Regions from separate parts of the Anas platyrhynchos genome. Here region 1 is linked to region 2. The links are chromatin contacts, called in public Hi-C maps. All regions are on one chromosome and are shown on one strand. The core of a region is the stretch at or near the end of the contact, and the rest is flanking DNA. Distances in the headings are between cores, read along the strand shown. Region 1 holds the start of TEKT4 (tektin 4). Region 2 overlaps CACNA1H (calcium voltage-gated channel subunit alpha1 H).

The links. Hi-C and Micro-C count contacts between places; a contact is called where the count stands out from the background.
Region 1: a contact with region 2 is called in a Hi-C map of small yellow follicle, with 2.4 times the contacts expected there. The contact joins the promoter of TEKT4 here to the enhancer-like site in region 2. A contact is called at or near these places in 3 of 8 Hi-C or Micro-C datasets (liver, small yellow follicle and subcutaneous adipose tissue).

The regions. Positions count from the first base shown.
Region 1 is chr15:17,868,830-17,872,618 of IASCAAS_PekinDuck_T2T, reverse strand. It overlaps TEKT4 (tektin 4), which reads right to left and starts at 2,476. Exons shown (of 6, transcript XM_027469239.3): 1 at 1,283-2,476. The coding sequence starts at 2,038.
Region 2 is chr15:17,615,082-17,619,246 of IASCAAS_PekinDuck_T2T, reverse strand. It overlaps CACNA1H (calcium voltage-gated channel subunit alpha1 H), which reads left to right. Exons shown (of 35, transcript XM_038186946.2): 10 at 3,182-3,594. Among named protein-coding and RNA genes, the nearest start is that of B9D1, 88 kb to the right of the region's middle. Within about 2 kb of position 1,541, at least 3 of the 8 cell types and tissues checked have an H3K27ac peak or open chromatin away from gene starts, as enhancers often do.

The DNA of each region.
Region 1 (3,789 bases), core at 1,227-3,726, 250 kb before region 2:
TCACATCTCTCTCTAAAACAGCAGCAGCTGATGAAGATAGTTTCTGTACTGTGTATTTTATAACAATTCAAAAATCAGTCTGGCACACCACTGAAATACTCTATACACTAATCCTCCCATTTTTGCATTTTTCACTAGAGCAGCTTCTTAGGTAATGATTACAATTGAGCACTACTCCTATTAAAAATATTGCTAAATACTAGCACTCCATCAACTCTGTAATTCTCTTAAGTATTTTGCTAACAACAAATATTAATCATCTGGGTTAATCAGTAACTCATCATGAATCAACTTTCCATTATATTGGAAGCTGCAGGCCAATGTTCATTAATTTATCTGTGGGACAGTAGGATATGTATCATTCAAGAATGAAAGATGACCCAGAATCTGTTCTCTATATCATAATGCAACCACAATAATTACATCAGCTTTGAAGGCAATCTACATGCTGTGCTGGATCGCAGTGACAGATAACAAAGTGTCAGCTAGAGTAGAGTCCTCTTTGGGAGGAAAATGATCGAGCGGATTTCGGGAGAGCATCAGGTTTGTTGAAGTCACACTGTCAGAAATACCATCTGTCTGGGCCCCCCGTGTGTCTGGAGCTGTCAGCTCCCGCAGGTGTCACACGGCTACATTGCACTGATTGGAGAGAGCCATGCTGCTGTCCTGCCATACAATTAAAATGATGGCTTGGGCTGAGACACAACAGTGCCGTGTTAGATTACCTTGTTGAGAACCTTGGCAAGACTACAGCATCAGAACTGGTAGTAAAAGGCAGAGACTGCTCTCTTGAACATGGAAACAGGCAACGTTTCACATGTCCTGAATAGTTGTTAACTGTAGGTTCAGTCCCTCTACACAGTCTGCTCATGGGGTACTGCATTTTTAAAGTGTAACCTGCAGAAATGAGGGGACTTTAATCCAAGCAGAGTCTGGAAAGTGTTTAATGCCAGAGTGTGATGCTCAGCTTGGTACAGGAAACCTCTGCTTTGATTTCGTACGGATCTGGTCTGAGAGAGAGGATCTGGTCTCCTCTGATTGTACTCATGTGATTTTAAACATTTTTTAAACAAAGGAAGGATTTTAAATAATCCCTCCTGCATTTAGGATCGACAGACAGAGTCCAGGCTGCCAGGAAGGGCAAACAAACCTCTGCATCCTGCCAGAAGGTACCTTCACGCTGCAGTTATCACCTGCTGACCAAGCAGCTCAGCATTTTGGAGATGGGGTAGCACTCTGCGAGGGCTGCCAACAGCCCTGCCCATCCTACCGCCCTGCTCACCTTCAGCAGCTCCCTCTCCACCTCATCACAGACCAGGTCCGGGGGCTGCCTGCGCTCCCGACACTGCAGGTTATCGGTGGCGATGCTGTAGGGCACCTCGGTGGCGTCGAGCGCCCTTTCCAGCCGCAGCTTCTGGGCTGCCAACAGCCCGGTCTCCGCATCCAGGTCCTCGATCTCCTTCTGGAGCTCACTCTTCCAGAAGTGAATGTCCTGCAGCCGCTGGCCCAGGGCGGCTGTGGAATCCTGCTGGGCGCGCTGAGCAGCGGCAGCGGTGCGCTCGCACAGCTCCTTGGCCTCATCCCGGTTGCGCTCGGCCTCCTGGCAGCTGGCGAAGGCCCGGTGGTACTGGCAGTAGTTGCTCTGGTGCCACTCGGGGGGCAGGTATTTGGCGCTGCGGAAGCCGGCCGTGGCCAGGCCGCTGGAGGAGTCGGGCCCGGTTTTCAGCGCCGCCTCGTACACCTTGGGGGGCAGCGCGGAGATGGGCACCGGCGGCGGCGGGGGCTCGGCGGTCAGCAGGGGCCGGGCGGGCGCCTCGGGCCCTGCCATGGCTGCGCTAGGCCTCGCCGCGTCCTGCCGTCGCCTAGGCAACGGCAGCAGCCAATCAGCAGCCGCAACCTTCCCCGAGGAGCAGGGAAAGCGGCAACGGCAGCCACCAATCAGAGCGCCGGAGCGCCCCGAGGTGGGGTCGCTGTTGCCGTGGCAACGGGGAGAGCCAATGGGGAGGGAGCGCGGGCTGTGGCGGGTTGGCGGTGTCATGGCGGCGCCGTGGTGGTGTCATGGCGGTTTCTGTCATGGCGGTTCCGGGCGGGTTTCCCTCGCGCTGTAACCGTTGTGACTCCCCCGTGCGAGTGCGCGGGTGGGAATAAAGGAATAAAGAGATAATTCTTACTGCGTTTTGCCTCTTCCTTGTGCTCAGCGTCTTCCCTTTCCCCCCCGCCATCGCACTTGCCCTTCATTGTCTGGGAACGGGGAGGATCCTGACAGGGTTCGTCCCGAATGTCGCCCCCCCGGCCCCTGCGTGTGCCTGTGGCAGCCGGCTGGGGCCGCGACCCCTTTGTTGGCCCCTGGGGGACACCGACAGCGTGGGCTGGGCTTTGTGGTTATTTTTTGGGGGTTGCCAGTGCTGGGCTGGAAGGCGAGGCCTGGAGCGCAGCGGTGGGTGCTGCAAGCACGGGGACAACAGAGGGCACTGTCGTCCTTGCGCTGCGGCAGTCTCTCTTCAAAGTCCTTTTTAAGTAGAAAATAGGAAGAAGAAGCCACGTGCTCTGCCGCCCGCCCGGTAACATGCAGGCTAAGGGGCTCCTTATGTGCCGAGGGGAATAGTGTCCTGGTGTGCACCCTGTCTGCTGGGAGGTGCCACCCAAATTGCTGCTTAAAATCCTTTGGTTTAGATCAGTTCGCTCTAAACCCACAGAAAGTCAATGGTCCTACAGGGCTTTGCACTCCTTAGAGAGATCAAGAGGTTGCTGCTGACAGAGCACTTGCATTCGAAAGATGCACTGTGCCGCGGCTGGCAGCACGGCCCCAGCAAAACTTCCCTTCCACAGGGGCAATGTTGAAAAAGGGAGGCTGAATCCCAGCAGAGACGAGAAATCCTGCCTCTTCCCTTTTGCAAACATTGTGACATAACTGGCCCTTTAATTGAACAGCACCACTGGATGAGCTCTTTGCACTGTTGAAGTCACTGTGCCCTTTGCTTTCCCTTTGGACTTACTTCTGTTTCTCTCTCTTTTTTTCAAGCGTCTTTCCTCTAACTGTCCCATCTGTTCCTTTCCTTAAGTTGCCCTCAGCCTGCATCTTTCCTCTGCTGGTAGCCTTCTCAGCATGGTGATCTATGCAAATGTTGCATTTTTAAAGTACAGTAAGTCTACAGGAGAAGCCCTGCTGAGATACTGAAAGTTCTTGGTATGGAAAATACATTTTTGAAAATAAGCAGCAAAGATTTGTTATTAAATAGCATTTTCTCTTGGGCGGTTCCAAAGAGCCCTTATTAGTGGCATCTTATCACAGCCCAGTCAGTATCACCCAGGCAGTTTTGCAGAAAGGTCCTTTAGGGCCATGATGGGATGTGTCTGAGGTTGCAAACATAGCAGCAGGCTGGGCTGAGTCGCTGGTCCTAAATGTGACTAATAAATTATAGTCTTCTCCAAGAGGGAAACACTGCACGAAAAATTTGTAAATTCTTCCTGAACCAATGCAAGTGTTACTTCAATGAGCAGCTTTATGGGTGTTATCCCAACTGGACATTGCTTCCAAGGAACAGATTTTGGAGAGTTTTGTCATCAGGCTGTTTTTTGTTTTGTTTTGCTTTGTTTTTGTCAGTCCAAGTCTGCTTTCAAGTGTTAACAGATGCATCTTGTCTTAACAGGCTGTAAATCACATTGCTGCAAGAAATAAAAGCAAAACCTATTGGCACCTGGCAGATTCAGGAGTTCCCTTCATTATCCAGGGCAGACCCAGGGACCCTGTGTTTCAAAGCTCTTCCAACAGCCAAGTGATTTAGTATG
Region 2 (4,165 bases), core at 292-2,791:
GTAGAATTGAGTGTTACTGCAGATTTGGATCTCCCTTCAGTCTGACTGAATGAAAAACATGTGAGGGACTCGTGTTCCTCTGTCCCATTCTTATCTGTACAGACTGCAGCCACATCAGCATTGCTAGTTAGTGCAGTTTTATCTCTGTTCTCATATAAATCATCCAGTGCTGGTGTAGTGATTACATGCAACACTTAGGTTTCTATTTTGCAAATTTTTTCCAGTCCTCATGGCTGGAGCTAACACCTAAAAAATAGTTTTAAGCCCTCAAACAGTAAAAAGTCAAAAAGATCAAGCTTCTATTTTTTTTTTTAATCTCTTTAAGCCAAACTCATAATCTGTTTTTATCAATGCCTGTGTTTTCCAAAACTGTTTATCTGTGTGTGCATGGACACAAATATTTATCCTAGTGATGCATGTGCTGAAAAAATACCAAGCCTAGCTTGAGGGAGGTCACAGTAAAGGTTGCTTGCCAAAGAGGTTGGGTGGCTTGTCTTTGTTAATATTTTTTTTTAAGTGACCATACAAAAGGGTAAAGTGGATTGTTTATAGAGAAATTGCCTTCGGCAGACATTTCTGTACTTTTGGAAGCTTAGCAGGAGGGCAGGAGGGGCAAGGTTAGTTGCAATGTTCTTCCGTTGTTAAGCAAGGGCTTTATATGAATCACTGTTACATCTTTAACTATGCAAGTTAATGAAGGTTATTATGAGACTGTGTATTTACCTTGAGATAAAAGCCCAGGCTCCACAGAAGTCTGGAACTGGGAAACCAAGGACGAGCAGAAAAGCTGTTGCTTGGAAGGCAGCGCTCAAGTCAGAGGTTTGGTTCTCCGTGCTCACAGGGGGATCTGCTGTTGGGGCACATCCCAACAAAGGAAGCCCCAGATCTCAATCACACCTGCAACACCCCAGGGCCACTCCAGTGACTTTGGAGATTTTCACGTGGTCTCTGGTGGTTCTTCAGAAGCTTGAGGTTAGATGGAGTTGCTGTTAATAATTCAATTATAGTATCCTCTTTTCACAGAGGCATTTTAGCCCAGAGGATAACAAAATGTTTTAAACAAATCTCCTGAAACTGTTTTTGTCTCTCTCAGAAATGTGGTTTTATCTAGAGGAAGTAGGTGGACGCAGCAGCTCTTTGCTGGTGAGCAGCAGCTTTATGTGGCACCCTGAGAAGCACAGGGGCTAGGATGGGAAGTAAGTTGGCCAAATCCATCTGGAGATCCCGTCTCATAATGTGTCCATGCCCAGCCTTTCCCTTCCACCCTGTGCCAGACAGGGAAGGTAGGGTGGGCTCACAAGCTCCCCCCAGCCCTCCTGTGCCCCTTTGGGCAAACAAAGGGCCGTTTCGCTTAATTCTCTCTCCACTCTTACCAGTCAACAAGCAGAGTCTGTTCACTGCAAGATTTGTGCAAGGGGAGCACACAAGTGATAATTGAGAGCATTAAGCAGGCATTAGCAGCCAGGGCACTCTCAGGCCCAGCTGGAAGCAAGGTTGGTGTCCGCTGGGAAAGATGCAATTGTGGGAGAGAGTATTCTCTTCCCTTCTTTTGTTGTGGAATTGAACAGCACAAAGTACAGCCTGTTCCTCCGCATTCTCGTGCCCTGCAATGCTGTGAGGTTATTTTAGCAGGCAGCCAAGGAGACTCTGGTATTTTGAAGACATCTGCGGCGCCAGTGTTTTTCATATAATTTTTAACACTTTGATAGCATTCAGGACATCTGGCAAGCCCACTGCCTCTGCCATCTGCACTATTGGGTCCATGTTCCAGTGTTTCCTCATCTGACTGGTCCCAAGCAGAAACACCAAGCTGGTGTGCAACGCTGACCACTGCTGCTTGCAGGTTGAGTAAGGGGGCAAATATTTTTCCTGGTATCTTTGATGTAAAGACCAAAAGGAGGACAGTTCTCTCCTGCGAGACTGTTTTGAAAGCCAGTGATATCTCAGTGACATTCAAGCAAGTAAAATATATTTTGTCTCCTGTCAGAACCCAGCTTTCAATCTAACAAGGTGCTTTATTTGTTTGCTGCTGCCTTCTCTTTAAAGATGTCCTCGAGTGTCAGCCAGGAATGGCTGAAATCAGCAGTGTTACTGCTGGGTGAGCTCCAAGCTCCTGGGCCCAGAGCCAGGAGCATCCACTGCCTTTGTGCCTGGTCCCCCCCAAAATGTGTCTGTATCTCCATCCAACCTCCAGGCAGGGGCATGTACCAGGGGAAAAGTGTCACCTACACCTTATTTTCCATCAAGGAAGATGTTCATTAATGGTTTGATGGCATTTTGTTGGAAGGATCACATTCAAGTGGTATTTATTACATTCCTGTTTTGTTTCTTGTGTGTTTTTTTGTTTTTGTTTTTGTTTTTTCCCTGTCATTAGTATCTGGTTCCTAAATATCATGAAATCAGGAATTTCATTCCTGAATATGAGGAAACAAAATCTGGTTCCGTTTCCACCTGACTCATCCTCATTACGCTTGGCCACATCGTCTGTGTGCCCTGGCTCTGTGACGGCAGCCAGCGTTTCTCCTCACACCACAAACCATGTGGTAATGTGTTTGTTTGATTTTAAAATACCTTGCACACTCAGTCATGTGCCTCAAGCAACGAATACACCTGAGCTTTATTAAAGGCTGAAGGAGGGATGAAGGAGACTAAAGGGACTACGTGACCCTCCGAGCTGTGATCCGTGGTCTGTAGCCACCTTTGGTCCATTTCTCTCTCCCACCTCATTACTATCTAAATGGAAGCTCTACCTAAATCGTGTGTAACAGCTTGATAGTGCTCAGATCACCACTAATGACATTAGCCTGGTCAGATATAATCAAAAATAATTGGAAGTGAGAGGTGTGCCAGTCAGTCCTCCCTGAGCAGCAGAGCACAAAATGGCCCCCATGCTGTGCGGAGACGGGTCCCTCAGCCCCACAACCATGGAGGGGGCTAGAGGGTAGGTGTCAGGGCTTGGGCAGAGCGGAACAGAAGGGAAAATTGAGGCAAAATGAGAATTGCTTGGTTAGATAGAGTGCTAGAAGGCTGTATTAGGTGTAACAGAGACCAGCACTGCCTGTGTGGGGGGACAGAGGGCAGTACGCCATGTCGAGGGTGTGCGTGGACACAGAGGGTTGTCCACCATGTCGAGGGGAGGCCGTGGGTGTGCAGGGCTCACGGTGCACGTCTCCCCTTGCAGGTCTGCGGCGGACATCCAGCCGGCTGTCGGGGCTGAGCGCGGCCTGCCCGCTGCCCAGCCCGCCGGGGGGGACGCTGACCTGCGAGCTGCAGGATTGCCCCTTCTGCGCCAGCCTCCTGGAAGATCCCGAGTTCGCCTTCAGCGAGTCCGACAGCTGCGACTCCGACAGCAACGGCGTCTACGAGTTCACCCAGGACCTGCGGCACGGCGACCACAGGGACCAGCTCCAGCAGCAGCGCAGCAGGAGGAGGAGGAAGAAGAAGAAGCCCAAGGAGAGGAACAAGGTCACCCGCCTGTGGAAGGCGTTCGGCAGCAAGCTGAAGAGGATCGTGGAAAGCAAGTACTTCAACCGGGGGATTATGATCGCCATTCTCATCAACACGCTGAGCATGGGCATCGAGTACCACGAGCAGGTGAGTGCGGGGATGGCCTCGAGAGCCCCGTGGGTTTGTGGTGTTGGGTGCTCGCCGTGTGCTGGCTCCCTGCAGTGACTGGGGTGCTCCCTGTTTGCATGGTGGCATGGGCTGGCTCTGGCAAAGCCATGCCAGAAGGAAGAGCAAGAGGTTTTCATACAGGTGGGAAGCACCAAATGGGATCGAGGGGCTGATCCTGATGGCGTGTGTCGAGCAGAAGCATTGTTCTGTGTGTGAAAAGCCTGGAAGGCGGCTGTCAGCACCACTGAGGTGTGGAGAGTTTAAATGTGTGTGTTAGGACCTGGCAGCTCAGAGCCCGACGGTGTAAGTTATTTGCTGTGAATTATTCATACAGGCGTGAGTTGTTCTAGGGGAAATCAGCCCCTTTGGTCTGATGGTGGCGGTGCATGGTGGTGTGTGGGCATGAAACTGACCTCCCCAGGAGCTGCACCTCGTTGTGCAGATAACCCAGGTCGAAATTTCTCCTTTGATCCTGGACCTTTAAATAAAAACTTCAACTGTCAGGCAATGCTAAAAGCAACAAAGAAAAAAAAAATTGAGTTTCTCCCTG